2 separate regions of the Mus musculus genome follow, and region 2 is linked to region 1. Evidence: chromatin contacts called from public Hi-C data. All regions are on one chromosome and are shown on one strand. Each heading gives the region's core, a stretch centred on a gene start, on an enhancer-like site or on the middle of the called end of the contact. The rest is flanking DNA. Distances are from core to core; before and after follow the strand shown.

Region 1 (6,785 bases), core at 372-2,871:
TAGGAGACCATGAATACATTTCTTCACCTGCTGAGCTCTCATTTTCTTGTCTGTAAAATGGGTCCTAACTGTTTTTCATCTCAGGGTTGCTGTTAGGATTAGATAAGGTAACAATAATAGCTCCATCAGGCGTAGTGTTAATTGTCTCACTTCTCGCTGGAGCATTGTGCAGACACAGCAACCCGAGGCCACCTGCCTGCAGGAACAGGGAGGAGCTGAGCCAGTCTCCTGTGGTCAGGCTGACCTCAAGGTCATTGTGTGCCTGAAGGGACTCTTCATTTTTGTTCTGTTTTGTTTTTGTTCAGAGAATACCCCTCACTCTCAGCAGTTTCCTGCCTCCAATCTCACTGCCGGAGGGTGGTGGTGGGGGGTGGGGGGGATGGTATGGGAGAGGAGGCCACAGATGTGTCCCGTCCTGCCCAGATGAGACAGTTTTCTGAGTACCAGGCTAAAACCCAGCTATCCCAGTGAAGCCTGCTCTACCACGGCTGTTTTATACTACAGCACACCAAGTGCTTCTGTCCTCCTCACAGTTACTGTCATGGCCTGGAAGGTCCTAGAAGCTCAAGTGGGTACAGGCGTCTGTGAGCACTTGCCTAGACCAGACCTGTGCATGATACTATTAATATCTCATGAATCCTGAAACACGGCTAGGGTATGATAGTGCACACTTTTAATCCCAGCCCTAGAGAGGCGGTGGATCTCTATGAACTCAAGGTCAGCTTGATCTACATAGTGGATTCTAGGCCAACCACAGTTACATTAGTGAGACCTTGTCTCAAAATAAAAAAGTAAATAAAACATTGCTAGGACACAAACACTGTCACATGACACATACACATCACACACACATAAACAGTCACCTACACACACACCCAAAAGGGTACTACATAACATACACAATACACACATTATATTGATATGTGTACATATCATACATCACATACATATCACATCATATACCCATACTGTATATCACACACATGTCACCAGACATAAACATACTATGTATGGATACATATGACATATCATTCACATATTACATATACACAACATACCACATATCACATATACACAACATACCACATAACACTTCATACACACATACCATCTATATGCCCTATACATAAAGACCATATGTATCCACACACTCATAACTACCATATACACAATATACCATACATATACACTATACACACATACTATACACACACACATTATATATCTACCATATGGTGCACACGCGCATACACACACACACACACACACACACACACACACACACACACACACATTTACAAGAGGAAGCCAGGCCTATGCAAGCAGTCGCTAGGTTGTAGGGAAGTCATTCAACCTCCCATCAGTGGGAAATGCAAGCCCAGAACCTTGCTGTCCTTACCCACAGTTCTTGGGCAGTGGTACCTAGGAGACGGAAAGCTATGCAGGGATGCTCCTTATGTCTTCACCTCTATCTTAGAGTACTCACGAAGAGCCCTGGCCCTGAGTTCATGAGGGCCTTCTGGCCTCTCAGGCCCAAGCCACAAAGGCAGGGCCAGGATCCAAGTGAAAGTTGTTGAGCATTGTTCTCTGGCGGCCCTGAAATAGCCAGGCTTTGCTCGCAGCCCCTGCACTGCGCTGACAAGCAGATCCCAGAATAGCTCTTCCTGCCGCAAGCTGACCTACTTAGCAGGTCTCCTGTCATGTGAGCTCGGCTAGGCAATAGGTTCACTTTGCCTCTCTCTACCTAGAGCAGGCCCATCCCAGCATCCCCCCCCCATGGTTTCTGGTTCTCCTACAGTTCCAGGAATAGATAATAATATACTGTAGGTTCAAAGCATGTACACAAACATCACTGTGCATCCTTGTCAGGGCAGGCCCAAGAGAGGGGACTTATCACTCCATTACACAGTTGATGCCATGATAACACAGAGAGGGCAAGCAATGTGAGCAGAGATGCACAGCAGACCCAGCACTGTACTCTCTCTAAGGGGTTGGGGTTCCTAAGTCCCTCTACCCACCTGCCGCCTGTGATCAAGCAGCCCAACACCTGGTGGCAGAGCTAGTAGAGATCAAGGCCTTGGGTGCCCACTAGCCTGGGAGCTAGGGCTTGCCAGGCGTGGAGAACCATCTGGATGACCTCTAGCACACTGCTTCACCCGTCTTAGACTCACAATGGCATCCTCAGGGTGTCAGCAGAAAGATGAGAGACGGTTTCAGTTTGCTGGATGATAGAGCAGCTGCTGTTGGCTGTTATTGCCGTTGACATACCGAACTAAACCCAAAAGAAAAAGTTTAAAACTGACTGGTGCAAGAGAGCCCAGAGCAAAGGCCTTTGTGACACTTCTCACTCTGAGACGTCATTCCCACCCACGACATTCATCAGGGAAACAGCGGTAGTTACAGTGCACAACTCTGATGAGCACTGGGCCTTGGTTCTTTCTGCTTGATGACTCCTGGCTCTCCTTCTGGAGCCCCGTGGCAGGAACCCATCGTGAAAGGGGAAGGCAGTGTCTACTCTTGCATGGCCTTGTCCCAAGCTGGCTGCCATGGCTGTGCTCTTTTACTCTGGTACGACACAGGCAGGAAGGAACAGAAGGCGAAATGTCTGCTTTGATAATGTGTAAAAGCGGAGTGTCCCATAGAAGAGAAGGTGGAGAAGATTGGGGTCAGGCCGGGGCATCTGAGGACCAGAGTCTCATGCCTAAAGAAGGAGGTGACTCCAGGTCATTAAGATTGGGCGGGCAAGCTGGGGGCATAGCTCATTTGGTAATTACTTTAACACGCATGAAACCCTGGATTTAGTCCCCAGCATTGAATAACCTGGGCATGATGGGGCATACCCCCCTTCTCTCTCTCTCTCTCTCTCTCTGTGTGTGTGTGTGTGTGTGTGTGTGTGTGTGAACAATTAAAGAAAAAAGAGGACATTAATTTTAGAACAAGAGGGAAGGGTTGAAGGGGGGAAATGATATAATTTCTTATTTAAAAAAAATGTTAACAGAGCTAGGCTCCAGGGTCATACAATTTCTACTCCAATTCCATCCCCACGACTCTTTAGACATGAAGTCACTCAGAATACCCATCTGTAAAAGTGGCCATAAGCCAGACCTTATGGAAGGGCACTGAAGATGAATCAGGTTGCCTCTGCCTGGCTCCACAGCTGGTACTAAGCAAGTCGCTGAGAAATCTGAACCTGAACCCTCTAAGTGGCGAAGTCCACCACCAGAGATAGCATCTTAGCGTTTGGAAGGAGGGAGACAAGGTCAGTAAATAAGGAAGGCTGCAGTGTGATCCTGGATAGGCCAGGGAGAGATGGATACCCTTGGAAAGGGCTTCACCGAGCTGGGGGCGGGGGCTGGGGGCGGAGCCTGGAGGTGGCAAGCACACAGAACACTTAGGCTAGGAGGCTCCTGTCACTCAGCAGAGAAGGCAAACTTCATTGTGCCCTTTGTTCCCTGCTTCGGTTCTCAGTTCCTTCTGTCACAGCGCCACCTCACACAGTGTCCCCTCCCTGATCCCTACATATATCATACTACCCACTCCCTGAGCTGAGGGATTTTCCTTACAGCACCCCGCACACTCTGTTATGACGTTCCTTAGTCTGTTGTGGAGTTGCCTGGTTTCCTGAAGCAGATCTAGCCCCTTGAGCAATGATGGTACACAGCGCATGCTTGGTGAGTAGGGGTGAAGCAGGTGGGTGGCTGAACAGTGGAGTGTCAAGGCCAGCGGGAGGAGCATGTGAGAGATGGTTTATGCCCAAATTAGGGAGTGCTGCGAAGGCCTGCTAAGGAGCTTGAGTGCCAGAGAACCAACAGCCAGTGAGGTGGTTCAGAGCATAAAAGGGCTTTCTGGGAAGTTTGATGACCTAAATTTGGTCACCAGAACTGACATGAAGGCAGAAGGAAAGAGCTGACTAAATAAAAAGGTCTCCGACTTCTACGCGCAGGCACACACAGACCCCCTAAAATAAAATTAAAAAAAAAAAATTTAAACTCTGAAAACCCAGGCATGGTGCTTGTGCCCTATAACCCCAGCTTTTCAGAAGGCTGAGGAGGTGGGCATGGCTGGAGCCCAGGCTTTCCAGGCCAGCCTGGGCTACACAGTGAGAGAGCAAGTGGGGGTTGGGAGGTGAGAAAGAGACCAGGTTAGCTTTTAAAGTCTAAGTGGACTTTGTTCTCCTAGACTGCCCTGAATGGAGTTCCAGGCTGGTCACAGGGCTGTGGACAAGGATAAACGGCGTTCAGTACCACATGAGCTTCTGTCCAGATATAACCTGGTGGAGCAGCAGGCTTTCAAGATGGGGGGGGGGGGTAAACACACAGCCTGGGGCTCCACTGTCCAACAGAAGGGTGCCAGGCCTGAACAATGACAGGCGAGAAAAGGACACAAGCCACAGGGAGGGGGGCGGCGGGGGAGGGGAGACATTCTGCCCTTGGCTTCTCTTTTGGATCCCTAGGAAAGGCTCTCCTCTCTCGGCCTGGCTGCCTCTATCCTGAACACCTGTCCTGTGGGCACGGACACTAGAGGAAGAGGTGTGGAGCTCAACAAAGGAGCATTCTCCTAGCCAGGACGGGAATCAATGGAAGCTTGTTTGCCTTGCTTCCTGGGGCGCAGCCAGGCATGCTGGGGTGGGGACCTGGGCAGCAGGTGGGAACACAGAGTCCTGGGCTAGGCGAGCCTTGAAGCATTGTTTTGGCTCCAGGGGAGCTACACCTGTGTCCCTGAGCACCCAAGCAGGTGGCTGCAGGCTGCTTGAGAAAAACCAGCCATGCCGCCATTCTCCCTCTCTGGTTCAGGGCCTTCCTCAGAGCCCTGTGCATGACAGGAGAACATTGTTTCCAAACTTGCCACTAGCAGAGGTATAAAATGCCACATTGTCACTCCAAAATCTTTCTTTGTTTTTGAGAAAGTTTCTTTGTATAGCCTTGGCTGTCCTGGAACTTTGCTCTGTAGATCAGGTTGGCCTTGAACTCAGAGATCCCTCTGCCTCCCAAGTGCTGGGATTAAAGGTGTGTGCTAGCACTGCCAGGCCCAATCTCTGACTTTTAAAAGGCATGTGCTCAGGAGAGAGGGATCAGTGGTTAAGAGCTGGTGAAGCGCCGGGCGGTGGCACACGCCTTTAATCCCAGCACTCTGGAGGCAGAGGCAGGCGAATTTCTGAGTTCGAGGCCAGCCTGGTCTACAAAGTGAGTTCCAGGACAGTCAGGGCTACGCAGAGAAACCCTGTCTTGAAAACAAAAACAACAAAAAAACCCCAAAAAACAAACAAACAAAAAAAGAGCTGGTGAGGCTCTTCCGGAGTACAGGAGCTCAGCTCCCAGCACTCACGCTGACTGATTCACAACTTTCTGTAACCCTAGCTCCATGATATCCAGCATCCTTTTCTGCCCTCTGCAGGCACCTGAGCCTGAGCCTGTGAGTACACACATGCAGGAAAGGGTGGGGTGTGTGTGCGTGTTTAAATAATAAAGAATAATGGGAACCTTCAGAGACTCTGGGACTTGGGAATGAGGATTTGTCTACAGTTGCTTGTGGATGGCCACTGGGCCTACCTTACCATCAAGCATAGCTTTGAAGAAAGAGCCCTGGGTGCAGCAGATGAACACCCAAGCCTGAGTTCCAACCTGAACTGAAGTTCTATTTCCTCATCTGAAACCAGGGGAACTGAACCCTCACTGCAGACAGGAATCTGGTCACAGTGTGTGTGTGTGTGTGTGTGTGTGTGTGTCTGTGTGTGTGTGTGTGTGTGTGTGTCTGTGTATGCACACGTATTCTCGAGTATGAGAATCTGCATGCAGACAGCTTGTTTTCTATACATGCCTGGGATATAAGAAAGATGTTTTCCATCACCTACTGTGCAGAGAGGGTGAGCACCTTGCCCCATGGGCAAGGCTGATGTGTGTCAGGGCAGGACCACATGTATATGGCCACAGGGAGAGGCCAGCAGCTAGGGAAGGGGGTCTTACCTTCATCTCCTTGGCGAGCCACCTATGCCAGCCCAGCTCCTGTTGCTCTCCCTGCTTCCTTGCCCTAACCTGTGCTCAATCTGAGACCTGGAAGGACTGCAGAGACACAGCAAAGCTTACTCTGCCATGAACTTCCTGTGCTGGATGCACGAGGAGCCTGCACACACGGGATCCCAGCAACCACTTTACAGATCAGGAAACCGAGGCTCAAAGACACGGGTGGGCTTGCAGACTCCGTCTAACTAGAATGTGACTGAGCCCCAAGTCCCTCGTGGATCTGAGACTCCGCAGTCAACGAACAGTAGTCCTCTCTCCAACACCCCAGTCTCAGCTGCCGCTAATCCTCTGAGGGCATAGGTCCCACACCTCTAGGGAGAGAGGACGGCTCATCTCTAGGGCAGCTTGTGTTAGCTCTTTTTCTGAACTAGAGCCAAAATTGGCCCCTTGGAAGTAGATGTGGGTGTTTGATGGCCAGTCAGGGGAGTTAGAAGAAAACACTGTAGCCCCAGTTATCAGGTCTACAAAGAGTACAAGGAGGGGCTGAAAAGGTCCTTGCCTGAGCCTCTGCTTGCTGCAGTCATCTTTCTTAGGTGACCTTCTCTCCTGCCTTTCCTGATGGAGTGGTCCAAGGAGCGGCTGGACTGCCTGTGCCGTTGGATCTTACTGTAATCCATACCCACCCTACCCAACAGGCCCTGGTGGGCTGGCAATGCATGCCCAGTCACCCTCCCACGGCAACAATTTCCTATCTACTGTCCAAAATTCTAGGCCTGTGGTTCTCACCCTGTGGGTCACACCCCCTTTGGAATGGTAGGGTCAAAC
Region 2 (7,128 bases), core at 2,959-5,458, 410 kb after region 1:
ATAAAAAGGATTCATCAAAGCCAGATATGGTGGCACATAGGTGACCCCAGCACTTGGTAGATGGAGGCAGGTAGCACAGGAGTTTAAGGCTAGCCTCAGCTACATAGTGGACATTAGGCTATCCTAGGTTACAGGAGATCCTGTTTTAAAGCAAGCAAGCAAACAAACAAAAGAGCAATAAAGAAAAAATTCATAATACTCGAGGCATATGTACTTATCTGTTCCCTTTCTTGTTTATTTTTGTAGCAGAGTACCTTGCACCACCTGGCTCAGAAATGAATTTTTTCCTGAGCTGCCATGCTAGAGTGAGCTCTGCAGCAAAATGCCCAGACCGTGACTCTAGTAGTGCTGTGGGGAACATGTTTGGACTGCTGCCACGTGGAGCTTTTCATCCCAGCATCTTCTAGCTAGGAGATAAAATCTCTTGAGTCATACATTGAACTAAAATAGTTTCCAACCCACTGGTTAGTCAGGGTACCAATTTAGGGTAATACCAATTAAATGGCTTTGTCATTAAGCGAGCTGGACTAATTTTCTATTTTCCTGTCATCTCTTCGTTAGCTGTCACAGTAAATGAACTGTGGGTCTCCAGTGAATCTCAGAAATTCACTGTGGATCTCAGAGCCTATTGGGCTAACTCCAGCTAACTCTCGCTTTTTTTTTTTAAGATGTGACAATGTGCTGTGACTTCACTGTCAGCCTTGAGAACTTGGCTGTACCGAAGCAACCAGCTGTGAGCCAGCCTTGCTTGCCTGTCCCTTCTCTCCTGCTGGAATTCCCACATGCCCACTTCCACAGCCTGACTCTCAAAAGTGCCTCTGCTTGCCACTGCTGAAAGTGCCCACGAGGACAGAGTCGGTGCTTTACTTGGTGGCGCTAGGTCCTGATGTCCACACTACTTGGGATTCCAGAAGATCAGCAATCACCCTTTCCTTCCAGACAGAGAATGGCTTCTCCTCATCTGTTTACACATTGTACTCTGGACCCCAAACCATCCCTGTTTGTGGGCAGTCTCATGAAGTCTTCCCTGTGAGCCTGTTGGCTGGCCTTTGATCCTTTCCCCGTCGATGTGGAAACCCAGTTCCAATACCAGGATTTCATGCTATGCAAGTCTGCCATTTTCCTTAGGACAACGTGTGGCCCCAGCTCTATCAAGCCTCTTTGTCTTCCTTTCTCTGCCCTATAACTATTCAGTGATATGGATCCTGGGAGAGGAGGCTGGACCAGCTGTGTATTGACTATAGCTCAGCAACTCACTGCTACCACCATGGCAGGGTGATTGTGCTAGCATGATCTCCAGCCACATGCAAGAACAGACAGCATCCGTCCGAGAGCTGTATCAATAGCTCCTGCATTTTCAGGGTCTTGTAAGGGATTGGGTAAACACACCTGACCAAGGCTTCCTGGGAGAGACACTGAAGTGTAATGAAAGGAAATCACCTCACACCACAGCATATAAACTGTAAAAAGCAAAACATCGGAGGGTTGGGGAGGAGACCAGAAGTTTCCAGAAAGGAAAAACCAGTCACATGTAGAAGGAATGGGAAGGAGAATGACACAGAGTTCTCAAAAACAGCAGGGGAAGCCAGGAGACCATGAAATGGTGCCTTCAAGATTCTGAGAGAAAGAGTTGCCAACCTAGAATTCCAAGCTAGCCACCCTGCTGTTCTAGAAGCACTGTGGAACAACAAGGGAGTTTCTTTCCTTCTTTCCTTTTCTTTTCTTTTTTTTCCTTTCCCTTCCCTTCCCTTCCCTTCCCTTCCCTTCCCCTCCCCTCCCCTCCCTTCCCTTCCCTTCCCTTCTTTTCTTTTTTCTTTTCTTTTCTTTTCTTTTCTTTTCTTTTCTTTCCTTTCCTTTCCTTTTTTCCTTTCCTTTCCTTCCCTTCCCTTCCCTTCTTTTCTTTTCTTTTCTTTTCTTTTCTTTTCTTTCCTTTTCTTTTCTTTTCTTTTCTTTTCTCTCTGTTCTTGCTTTCAAAATTGTAGCTCCCCCTGTTGCTATGTTCTAATGCCCCCCACACTCTATCTGCCCTTCATCCCTCCCTGGGCCCCAGAGTCACTCCAGTGGAGAGCATCAGACAGATCCCTGGAAGGCAAGGTTCTGGTTGTGCTCAGCCATTAGTCAACAATGGGCACAGGCAGGAAAACAAAGCAATGCTGAGTTACTTGGTTTCTCTGCTTGTTTTTCCTGCTGCCAGAGGCATTTCCTTCCTGTGCTGACAACAGCATTCCTTCAAGGACCTTTTCACACCACTACAGGAGATCTTCCAGAACCCTCCCTGTTGCCCCAGAGTTTGAGGGTCACAGCTTTCTGCTGATGCTGGCCTCAAGATAACAGCACAGCAGGGCTCTTCTTAGAACTCTCTTCAGCTGCCTCTTTCACATTGGCCATGGGCTTGATTGGCTCCTGCCCAAACCACCTCCTGGGCCTACACTATCCAAAAAAAAAAAAAAAAAAAAAAACCAAACAAACAAACAAAAAAAAAAACAGTCAATGCAGAGAGATACACCAACTATGGAAAACGGAGATAACGTCTCTTCCCAGTTACATAATGGTCGAGCCCAAGGTGAAGGTCATGAAGAATGGACCAGAGATAAACAAAGATGGGGGGCAAATCAGGGTAATTTAACATGCTGTTCAGTCAAACCCCTCAATTACAAAAGCAAGCTCCTTAAGAGTTGAAAATAGTTACTTCAAAGGAGGGGGGTGGAGTGGAGGGGGTCAAGTACATAGAGGTGGGGGTGGGTGGACAGTGCTGGCTGGCTGACGTTATAAACCCTGTACATTGAGTCTTGAGGTTTAAGGTTTTTTCTTTAAAAAATTTATGTGTGGGAGTGCTTTGCCTGCCTGTATGTGTGTGTGTCATTTGTATACCTGATGCCCTTAGAAGCCAGAAAAGAACATTGGGTCCCTTGGAACTGGAGTTATAGGTGGTTGTGAGCCACCATGTGTGTGCTGGGAATTGTAGCACAGTCCTCGCCAGTGCTCTTAAGTGCTCAGGCATCTCTCCAGTCCCCTTGAATTGTTTTTAAAATGATTTTTAAATGAGGTCAAAGGACAATTTGAGAGTCAGCTCTTTCCTTCCCCCATTAGGTTGGGTCCCAGGGATTGAACTCAAGTGGCCAGGCTTAGAAGGCAGGCGCTTCTACTCACTGAGGCTTCTCACCGGTCCTCTTGAGTGATTTATTTCATTTTGGGCTTGGGTTTTATTTGTTGTTTGCTTTGAAACACAGGGTCGCAAGTAGCCCAGGCTGGCCTTGAATTTACTAGCTTCCCAAGTATGACCTCCAACTCCTGCTCCTTGTCTCCCGAATACTAGGACTACAAATGTGAGCCACCAAAGCTGGCTTATTACGCAGTGCTGGACACCAAACCCAGTGCGTTGTCCATACCAGGAAAAACTATACCAGTTGAGCTACATTCCCAGCTCCAAGTTCAGAAACCTGTTAAATGGAAGTGATAATCAATCCAACTGGGCTTAAACAAATAATAGTTTATTCTCACTGAACAGGAAATTCAGAAGCAGGGCAGTGGTTCACACTGACACAGCTCCCTGACAAGGCCATCAGCATCAGGGTGGTGTCATCCTACTCTGCCTTGCTCAAGTTCAGAGATCCTTAGCCACCAGATGAGCAGCATCAGCATCACCTGGGAACGTGTCAGCAGTGGGAGTTCTCTCTCCAGATCCAGAGAGAGACAGAGACAGAGACCATAAACAAACGAAAGCTCAACTGGGCCAGCCCCATGGCTCAACAGGTAGGGCACTTGCTGCCAAATGTGATGAGCCAAGTTTGATCCTCAGGAACCACGTGGTGGAAGGGGAGGATTGACTCCTGAAAGTTGTCGTCTGACCTCCACGTGCACATTGTGGCACCCATGTGTCCCCTACGCACACTGCAAACATACACACAGATAGATAGATAGATAGATAGATAGATAGATAGATAGATAGATAGAGAGATAGAGAGATAGAGAGATAGAGAGATCGATAGATGGGTAATGTTTAAGAAAAGGGAAGTTTCTTCACCTGACTCTGTTCACCAGTGACGATGATTGGCTGTTACACACCCAACCTCGAGCCCTTTCTTTAGCTGCCATATTCCTGAAATACTCAGCTGAGTGGGGCCCAATAGACCTGCAAAGAATGTCTTTAGGCCAGAAGTCAAGTTGGCAACTTCCCTTGACTCCCTGGTTGGGCAACTTGCCCAAACAAATTTCACAACTGGTTTCAGAACAGGAAGTGGCCCAGATTTGCAAATCACCATGCACACCTACTGCACAGTCCTGTTGTGGCTTTGTTTCTTCCTAGGAAACAGATGTGTCATCCATTGGCAGCAGCACTGTTCTTTGGTTCTTGAAGTTTGAGAGAATGCAGCTTCCCAGGCCTCTTCTGACCTGGCTGTAGGCTCACGCTGTTCTGGAGTAGGGCCCGCAGGTTAACACACTGACCTCTGTTAAAGGAGGTTAGCCTTATTCATCTCCAAAAAGCTACGGTGTGTCCAATTGATTTCTGTGATTCAAGTGTTGACTCATAGGCTGGCGATCCTGGTAACCCCTCCTGAAGGCCTTCACTAGAAAACATGTGGCTTCCTGTTTGTTTGTTTGTTTTTGACAAAGTGTCTAACCCAGGACGGTCTCAAATACTCATATAGCAGGGGGTGACCTTGAACTTCAGATCCTCCAGTCTCTACCATCTCCTGAGTGCTGAGATTACAGGTGTGTAGCACCAACCACATCTTGGTCAAGTAATGTACTTGAAAGTTCACATTCGGAGCAGTGATAGCTCAGCAGGTAAAGGTGCTGGACACCAGGCCTGACAAACTAAATTCAGTCCCTTAGAACTCACATGATGGAGTTCCTATGACCTTCACACACACACACACACACACACACACACACACACACACACTATATTAAGGATGTAAAATATCTTGCATCTGCTTTATGATACACAGTAGTAATTCTGCTTTACCAAAGCTGAGCATGGTAGTGCAAGCTTGTAGTCCCAGGTATGTTGGAGGCTGAGGCAGGAAGATTGCCTGAGCCCAGGAGCTGGAGACCAGCCTGGGCAACATAGCAAGACCACAGCTCAAAAAGCAAACCAACAAGCCTAGGAGCTGATGGCTGGGACTGAATTTAAATGAAGGCCTGGCCATCAGGAGAATGCCTTAGAGAGAAAGCTGAGGCGACAGGCCAGGGATCTGTTGTTAGTACGATCAAAAGGTCAGAACATTCTCTGAGAGAAAACGCTTTTGAAATTGATCATGTGGCACACCTATCCCTTCAATTCCCTCAATGGAAGCCAAAAATAAAAATGGGTTGTCCACTCTTGAGCCCTGTGTTGGCTTGAGCCTATTTTCAGTCTGTAACAGGTACCCAAATGTTTTTACTCTCACAATTATTTAATTGTATTTTACATGCATTGGTGTGAGAGTGTCAGATCCCCTGAAACTGGAGTTATGGATGTGAGCTGACATGTGGGTGCCGGGCATTGAACCCAGACCCAGTGCTCTTAACCATTGAACCATTTCTCCAGCCCTAAAAACAAAATTTTAAAAGATCTTCCTGTAGAAGAGTGTCAGAGAGATGTAAGGTGAAGAAGGGCACCTTGAATGAAGGAATGTAGGAATCTTCTAGAAACTTAGAAAGGGTGAGAAATGGATTTATCCCTAACATCTTGAGAAAGAATCATAAGCTGCAGACAGATAAAATGGACACCGAGAGTCTAAGGAGCAGGTTGCACTGCTGTGGCTCGGTTAATACACTGCTATCCTAGCATGCACGAAGCCCTGGGTTTGTGTGGTGATTCCATAGGAACAGGAGGAAGCAGGAGGACCAGCTGACCAAACGTCCCACAGAGTGACCAACCTGAGATTCTATTCCAGGGGGAGGGGAAACATGCAATAATATAAGCTAAAGAGGATGATATAGTAGGGATGGAGAGGAGAGGGTGGCTCAGAAGATATGTGTATGTATTTGCCTGAACCAATAGGGCAAAGGGTGGAGCCACCAGCTGTGTAGGTCACACAGGAGGAAGAGTGGGTTTGTGGGCAAGAAGATAATTTCATTCTGCACATGGGGAGTTGGTGATGTGTGTGGAACATTCCAAAGACAGTTGCATAAGTAGGTCTGGGGCTCTGCGGAAAACAACCAGTAATTAAAGTCAATGGGGTGGATAAGATGGCCCAGGGAGAGGGGCTGAGGGTATAGCTCAGTGGGTAGGGTACTTATCTAGCATGCTCAGAGCCCTGGGTAATCCCTGGGTTCTGTAGCCAGCACTTTATAAAACAGGCTTGTGGTGCATGTCTGTAATCCCAAAACCCAGGAGGCAAAAGCAGGAGGATCAGAAGTTCAAGGTCACCCTCAACTACATAGTCAGTTTGAGACCAGCCTAGGATACATGAGACCTGTCACAAACAAAACAAACAAGCAAACAGCCAATATATAAGGCCACTGGGGTAAAAGTACCTGCTATGCAAGTCTGGTGACCTGAGTTTCTACATAAAAGTGGAAGGAAAGAACTGACTCTATATTCTCTCTCTCTCTCTCTCTCTCTCTCTCTCTCTCTCTCTCTCTCTCTCTCATACACACACACACACACACACACACACACACACACACACACACACACACACACACAAAATGATTTAAAAAAAATGACCAAAACAAAACAACCAATACATACATGGTTCTGGAAGAACATGGCAAGTGAGAAGAGGAAGGCAGGGCAGGCCTTTGAGCAAGAGCCAAGCCAGCGTGCGCAAAGGAGAAACTCCAAGGAGAAACAACTAGAGAGACAGGAAACCAGAGAACAGAGGGAGGACAACCGCCCTGCAGGTGGTCGGCACTGGCTCAGGACCAGGGAAGAATTCCGTGGAGCCTGTAGTCGGACAGACAGGACCAGAGCCAGGTGTGACTGTTCAGAGAAGTCTGGAGAAACCGGATGAAGTGGTGCATACCTTTAATCTCCGCACTAGGAAGGCAGAGGCAGATGGAGGCTAGCCTGGTCTACAGAGTGACGTCCAAGACAGTCTGAGCTACATAGTGAGACCTTGAAAAAGGAGAGGTGGGAGCTGGTAGTTGGTGTTTGGGGTGTTCCCTGAGCACAAGAGCATAGCCACACTCTGGGGG

What was found. Hi-C and Micro-C count contacts between places; a contact is called where the count stands out from the background.
Region 2: a contact with region 1 is called in a Hi-C map of the MNK3 cell line, with 3 times the contacts expected there. The contact joins two enhancer-like sites. A contact is called at or near these places in 1 of 39 promoter capture datasets (second pharyngeal arch cranial neural crest) and 1 of 484 Hi-C or Micro-C datasets (the MNK3 cell line).

What each region holds. Positions count from the first base shown.
Region 1 is chr4:120,612,275-120,619,059 of GRCm38.p6, forward strand. No RefSeq gene overlaps it. Among named protein-coding and RNA genes, the nearest start is that of Gm8439, 27 kb to the left of the region's middle. Within about 2 kb of position 1,622, at least 105 of the 459 cell types and tissues checked have an H3K27ac peak or open chromatin away from gene starts, as enhancers often do. A contact at or near this core is called in the MNK3 cell line, where this site is marked.
Region 2 is chr4:121,019,868-121,026,995 of GRCm38.p6, forward strand. No RefSeq gene overlaps it. Among named protein-coding and RNA genes, the nearest start is that of Smap2, 6.2 kb to the left of the region's middle. Within about 2 kb of position 4,209, at least 79 of the 459 cell types and tissues checked have an H3K27ac peak or open chromatin away from gene starts, as enhancers often do. A contact at or near this core is called in the MNK3 cell line, where this site is marked.